Linked DNA regions of Zea mays: region 2 is linked to region 1. Evidence: chromatin contacts called from public Hi-C data. All regions are on one chromosome and are shown on one strand. Each heading gives the region's core, a stretch centred on a gene start, on an enhancer-like site or on the middle of the called end of the contact. The rest is flanking DNA. Distances are from core to core; before and after follow the strand shown. Region 1 holds the start of LOC100217178. Region 2 holds the start of LOC100285219 (xylogen protein 1).

Region 1 (3,368 bases), core at 576-3,075:
TGGAGAACGCAGAAGTGCACATTTTGCACTTGCACTCGGCGTTCAGGGATCTCATGCACCGGTGGAAGCGCTGCGGCTTGACCAGCGGCGAACGCCTCCAACATCGAATCATCAACAATGTGCAGAACTTCGCGCATACGGCGTATGCGCATGGAAATGGTATGTTCCATACCTTGCTGTTGATGTGCAGATCGATTTTGCTGTTCTTGTCAAGAACAGCGTGTTCTTCCACTTCCCCCTTCTCTGATTTCTCCTTGAGACGGTGCTGATAACGTGTTACGCTCTATTGCAGTGCTCAGTGGCAAATGGAAAAGAACAGAGACAAAATGACAGGAGATCGCTTCTTTATTGCATGCAGGGTAGTATATATACAAGTGTTCCAAGGGGTGTGTCCCTTGGGAATAACTGCCCATGGAAGGATTAGATCACATGTACAAATATTTTGTAACAATTACACTGTCTTTCATGGTCCCCCACTCCCCCTCCTCGTGGCACAAGTTGGCCTTTACAGTTTGCCCAGGGAACTGGCCTCAGCTGCACGTCTGCACCCTTGTTCTACTTGGAACGTGCCCAAAACTAGATGAGAGATGAAACAACACCCAGAAGACTTGGGCGTTGGTCTCGACGCTTCACAGAGCTTGAAGTTCGGACGGCCAACTGCGTGCAAAGCAAAAAAAAAAAAAAAAAACCGAGACGGCCAACAGTGAAGGACAGGTCAAACCGATCAAATCCGACACTAGACACTTATTAGATACATATCTTACTCAATGATTCATAAGGTTGTCTCCACAACGTCCTCTATATATCCATCATCTATATCTATCATTTACATTATTCTCTAAAACGTTTCATCCTTTATATCTCCTTCCTCTCCAACAACGTTCTCTATACGCAAATACCTATATTAGAGATATCTTTTATTTTTTTATACCTATATTAGAGATATCTTTTATTTTTTTAATTTTTGTACATACGTATTTGTCACTCTCTAATGTATTGTACATATTTTAGTTTTACTAAACTGGTTATTTAGGATGCGTTTTGTTACAATGATAGGACGAGACGGGATAGGATGATACCTCAAATAAAGTTGTTTTGGTTCAAGGTTAAGGGTTGGGACATGACTATCACAGTGTTGTCCCAATTATCCCTCAAAATTAGAGGGACGAGAGATGACGCCAGAGGACATCCCTGTCATGATTGTCCCGCAACCAAACACACCATTAAAGTATTCAAATAGATAGGGGGTCGTTTAGAGAAACTCTATATATAGAGAATCTAACAACGTTCTCTAAATTTAGAGGACCATTTAGATGACGCTGTTGTAGAATGTAGAGAACTGTTTGATCCTCTATGTTTAGGGTAGACGAGCTTTTAGAGTAATTTGTTGGAGCCAAGCTTTGACCTAATTCGAACCCGAATCTGCCGACGTTTGAACACCTGGAACCAAACAGGCGAGCAACGAGGTGGTGCCGTGGTGCGGATTGCAAACGGCGGGGAAGGATGCGACCCAAATTGGGCGGGACATTTCCCATTTTCAGTTGTCGGGACTGGCCCAAAGACCAGCGCAAGGTTCAGGCCCGCTTATCAATAATAAAAAAAAGAACAATTGAATTTATACCATTAAAAGATCAAAACTTTAGATATATACCATAGATATATACCATGGACCCCACATGTCATTGACTTATGTGGACCCACATGTAAGTGAGATAGTAATGGTATGGATCCAAAGTGATGATCTTTTAATGGTATGGATCCAAATTTCCCTAAAAAAAACTAGACCGCCGCTCGGCCCAACGCATCAATTCCGCTTCGGCACTAGACCACCACTCGCCGACGCCGCTCCTCCCTCTTCTGCTTCTCCCAGCGCCGCCCGCCCCCGCCGTTCCCTCACACGCCGCCCGCCGCGCAAGAGCCGCGACCTCGTCACGTCTGCCCGCTGGTGCCGTGGCCCCGTCGACGTCCGCCCGCACAGGACTCTCCGAGTGTGGGATTGAGCCGTACTTTTTTTTTTTGGTGGCTCGGGCCGAGATCCGGTACTGTATGAGGGTTGCCAACTAGACTTTAAGATCGCTGATTCAATGGAGGCCTCCGAGGCAGCACCTGCAGCGGCGGACACCGTCATGGAAGCAGAGGATGTGAGCGGCGGGAAGGGCGAATGGTACGTGCTTGGGGAGCGGGCGCTGATGGTGCCGTACACGCGGGAGCACGTGCCGCGGTACCACGACTGGATGCAGGACCCGGCGCTGCTGGAGGCCACCGCGTCGGAGCCCCTCTCCCTCTCGCAGGAGTTCGAGGTCCACCGCTCATGGACCCTCGACCCTCTAAGTTCCGCACCGCACCCCCTCCTTCCGGTTTGCATCGATTTAGTTTTGTGATTGATTTGGCCCGATTTCTTTTTTGCTTGCTTGTTTGTTCGCAGAGCACACTTTCATAGTGTTGGATAAGGAGCTCATAGAGGGAGAGTTCGTGCCGGGCAACCCGCACATTGAAGGTTCATTTCTTTGTTCTGCCCATTAGCTATCTGTTAACTGTCATTTTTGGCAATTATGCAACGGGTCCCGAAAATCATGCCTTGGTTGCTGCCATTATAATGTTAAAAAAAGTATATAACCTAAATTTGCACTGACTTACATACATTTGTTCTTATGTTCTGTAGATGATATAATCAAAACATGCATCTCTAATTGGTAGAGAGCATAACCCTAATGAGTTTATGGAGTTATTGACTAAAAATTGTATGCATGTTTTGATATATTATTTTGCTTGGATGATTGTTCATCTGTCGATTGAAATATCTTTCAAACACAATATGTTAGTGATCCTGTTTTTTTTCTTTATAAATAACATGACAATTCATATTTCTTTGGGGGAAATTATCTGTGGCACACTGACAAAGAGTGGCTTTAGCTCTTGGACACTAGAAATGGTACTATTTATCAGAAACACACTAAGAAACATTGGTTATTATCAGCGGCACAACGCAGCGATACAAATTTCCATTTTAGGAAAAATCTTGCACACAAAGTCTTGCTGGAAATGAAATTTTTAAGCGTTGTGGTGTGCCCTAGATAATGAACAACATTCCTCAGTGTGTTCCTGATAAATAGTATCATTTTCAGTGTCCAAGAGCTAAAGCCACTCTTTGTCAGTGTGCCATAGATAATTTCCCCTATTTCTTTTGGCACCAATGACACAATATGGTACGCGACATTGAGATCAGTACAAGATTGTATCCAAGTAGGGTACTCTCAATCTAGGAGATAATTGCATTTTTAGGACTCCAAACATAGCGCTTAACATTATTGCCATCCCAAACATTTATTTCTTAGAAACAGGACCATAAACATCTACTAATTGATTAA
Region 2 (3,368 bases), core at 542-3,041, 200 kb before region 1:
CTCTCTGCTGCTATTGGTTTCCTGTTGCAAGCTTTCTCGAAGTTTGTACTTAGCCTGTTATTAACTCGCAGAAATACGCCATCTGTCTACAAGAAGGCGACGTCGTTGTAACAGCGTCAGACGGTCTTTTCGACAACGTCTACGAGGAAGAAGTGGCAGGCATCGTCTCGAAATCATTAGAAGCTGATCTGAAGCCCACGGTCAGTGTAATGGAACTCTTTTTTTTTATCGTGTTGCATAAACGAACCTAGCGAGAAAGATTCGTCTCTTGAACATGGCAACTTCTGCGTGAAAACTGCAGGAAATCGCCGATTTACTGGTTGCCCGAGCGAAGGAGGTGGGGCGGTGTGGGTTTGGAAGGAGCCCGTTCTCGGACTCCGCTCTCGCGGCTGGGTACCTGGGCTACTCCGGCGGCAAGCTGGATGATGTAACGGTTGTTGTATCGATTGTTCGGAAATCTGAAGTTTAATAAACTAGAAACGAACTAGCAAAGTTGAGCGCACTTCTTTTTTTTCTTTTCTTTTCTTTTTTCTCTTCTTGCAACAGCTGCACTCGCTGGCAAAATGCCCGTGAGGCGTGAGCATTTCGCACATCCCTGGCCTACGCGCTCAGGCGCATTGCGAAACGTGTATTGTGTACACTTGATACATACTATAAGGTTGTATAAGTAAGCTGCGAGCCCTTCGAATGAACATCGTGATGTACTTACTCAGCGGCAGCGGGGTAAGCTATTCGTGGCCGGCCGGTAGCATTATTTATGCGAGGCAGTGAAATCCATGAACAGCCGCAGTGCTACTAAACGAAACGGAAACGCTCACAAGATACATCTCTCGGTACATGATTTGTGGTCAGACTGGGGTAAGGTACGGGCGGAGCGCATGAACTCGGGTGAGTGAGCCCAGCTCACAAGACCCGGTACACCAACAGAGTCGCGGCAGCGATGAAGGTGAAGGCCCGTGGTGGTGCCGAGAGGCCGGCAGCGGCGGAACGCGCTGGGGAAGGCGCTGGAGCGCTGGTCTGGCTCCCGGTTGCTGCCGGTGATCCCGAAGGGGTTGACGGCGACGGCGTCGGCGACTGCCCGAAGTCTGGGGCCCCGGACGAGGGAGCCGGAACTGAAACATCGTGAAAGCTTGTTTGTCATCACTCTTTTAAGACGCAAAAGACACGCGCAATTTACATACCAGGAGACGCGCTGGGCACACCAGGAACAGAAACTGCATTTTTTAAGGGCGAGGTCACTCACTCGTCAGTCAAACGATCGCTCGCTCCACCGCGCGCCATCACAAAAGGCAAAAGCGACGAGAGCGTACCGTGGCACTTGCTGACGGGCGGCGTCTTGACCTTGCACGCGGCGGGCAGCTGCAGGGCCCTGGTCATGTTGAGCGAGAGGCCGAAGTCCTGGCCGCCCTGGAAGAGCTGGCAGAGGCAGGCCACCTCCCCGCGCACCACGTCCCTGAGCCCCGAGCAGCAGGACGGGTCGGGCGCCGCCGCCGTGCTCCCCTCCTGCACGTAGCCCAGGCACCCCGCCAGCCCCAGCAGCGCGTCCGTGCAGTCCGCCGACGGCCCCGGCGCCGGCGCCGGCGATGCTGGCGTGGAGGCTTCCGCGCGCGTGGCGGCTAGTAGCCCTGCGGCTGCGAGCGCCAGGACCAGCAGGCGCGAGCGCGACGGACGGTTCGCCATGGCCGTCGATCGTCCGAGCCGCTGCGCGCTGTCGCGGTGGTGCCGGTGGTGGGTTCAGACGTTCAGTGGCAGCTATCGGCGCGACCAGAGTACCAGACCACTGGTGTGTCTGGTTCTCAGCGCGTGCGTGCTGTGCTACTTGTAGATGATGCACTAGCAGCTAGTAGCAGGCGGCCGGGGTCGCGGAATGTGGCGCGGCAATGATGAAGGGATCCACGGGACGGGAGCTATGGCGTGCGAACAACCGATGGGGGCGCTGCGCACTGCGCTGGTAGTGGCACACCCCTTGGCGCTCGCTTGCGTGCACACGGGCGTTCTGGACCGCAGGATCTAGCTAGTGTGGCTGCGGTCGATAGCAGCAGCAGCAGCCACCAGCGCAGGCGATGCCACATCTACGGTCTGTTTGGTTAGTGCAATAACTCTGTTCGGAACCAGGTGATCCAGCATAAAGTCACTCTTTGTAGGTTCGGATGGGAGGAATGAGTTGGTCCGTCTGTTTTGTGACGAATGAGTAGCTTCTAGGTTTTAGTTTTAGATCGGAACGAGGGGATGACGGATGAGATGAATCTGTGATGATAAGCAAACACTATTTTAGGCTGGGATGTAGGTTCAGATGACTCCAGACCATTCAATGCCTCTAACCAAATACACTGTTACAGAATACAGATTATCTGTGGCTTTGGGCTTTCAAAAAGGAACATGATTCCAGCTCTCTCTCTCTTCCCTACACCCACACCCATTTCCTTCCCTTTTCTCCTATTCCATGCAGCACTACACTAGCGCTACTGCTGTCCAGGAGAACATCTGCTGAATGAAAAAAAAGGGCGCGATTCAGGTGCCAGGAGAAGAATAGAACTAGGCAGCTAGCTAATTTGAGCGATCGAGCGAAGCACCACGCGATAACAAAGGTGTGGGATAGCTAGCTCTTTTTAGGAAGACTTGTTTTTTTTTGTTGGGACGGAAAAGGCACGAGATCACGCCAAATTCTATCGCAATAGATCTGGGAAGACTAGTGGTAGTGGACGACCGGCATGGAAATTAACGGGGAGAAAGAAAAGAGAAGCACAATGGCATTGGCACCCACCGGCCACCACGACGCAGCTAAGCTTAGGTTGCTGGGACCAACACCACACCACGGCCACGCCAAAGCAAAAAAAAGGCCTAGCGTCCACACACAGAGACACAAGGTGGCGCACGCCGCCAGCCCAGCGACGAGAAACCTCCCCCACCTCGACCGGACCGACCAACCAGTATGCACGACGGCTGCTTACGCCGCCGCGTCGACTTGCTCGCGTCACCATCCACGATCAATGCAACGACCACGCGTCACCCCCGGAGCCCAACGAGATAATCTGATCCCATCATTCCAGTGTAAACTGTAAGGTTTGATCTAACAGGAAGGCAGTGCAAGTGAACCGCAACAGGTGACCAGCTCATGGTAGAGATTTTTTTTGTGGTGTTGTCTAAGTAGGGAGTACGTTTCATGAGGTTGTTACGAAGAGTGTCACCTGTCACGTAAGCAAAAATCCAGTATCCCTCCAATTACGACAAGGCTAATGCAGTTAGGTCTCTGGACGTTGCTATTTAGGGCAATGTTTACATGCACTAGATTTAATAGTTAGCCCGCTAAAAAAAATTGTTGCTCAAATTTGCTGGCTAACTAGTAGCCGATTTTAACTAGATTGAAA

What was found. Hi-C and Micro-C count contacts between places; a contact is called where the count stands out from the background.
Region 2: a Hi-C map of leaf shows a contact between it and region 1, with 4 times the contacts expected there. The contact joins the promoter of LOC100285219 here to the promoter of LOC100217178 in region 1. A contact is called at or near these places in 2 of 25 Hi-C or Micro-C datasets (both in leaf).

What each region holds. Positions count from the first base shown.
Region 1 is chr9:155,497,746-155,501,113 of Zm-B73-REFERENCE-NAM-5.0, reverse strand. LOC100217178 reads left to right here and starts at 1,825. Exons shown (of 7, transcript NR_158748.1): 1 at 1,825-2,331; 2 at 2,426-2,497.
Region 2 is chr9:155,697,519-155,700,886 of Zm-B73-REFERENCE-NAM-5.0, reverse strand. LOC100285219 (xylogen protein 1) reads right to left here and starts at 1,791. Exons shown (of 3, transcript NM_001158113.1): 1 at 1,311-1,791; 2 at 1,182-1,214; 3 at 736-1,112. The coding sequence starts at 1,680. The coding sequence ends at 904. LOC100383559 reads left to right here. Exons shown (of 9, transcript NM_001176207.1): 8 at 72-200; 9 at 302-669. The coding sequence ends at 469.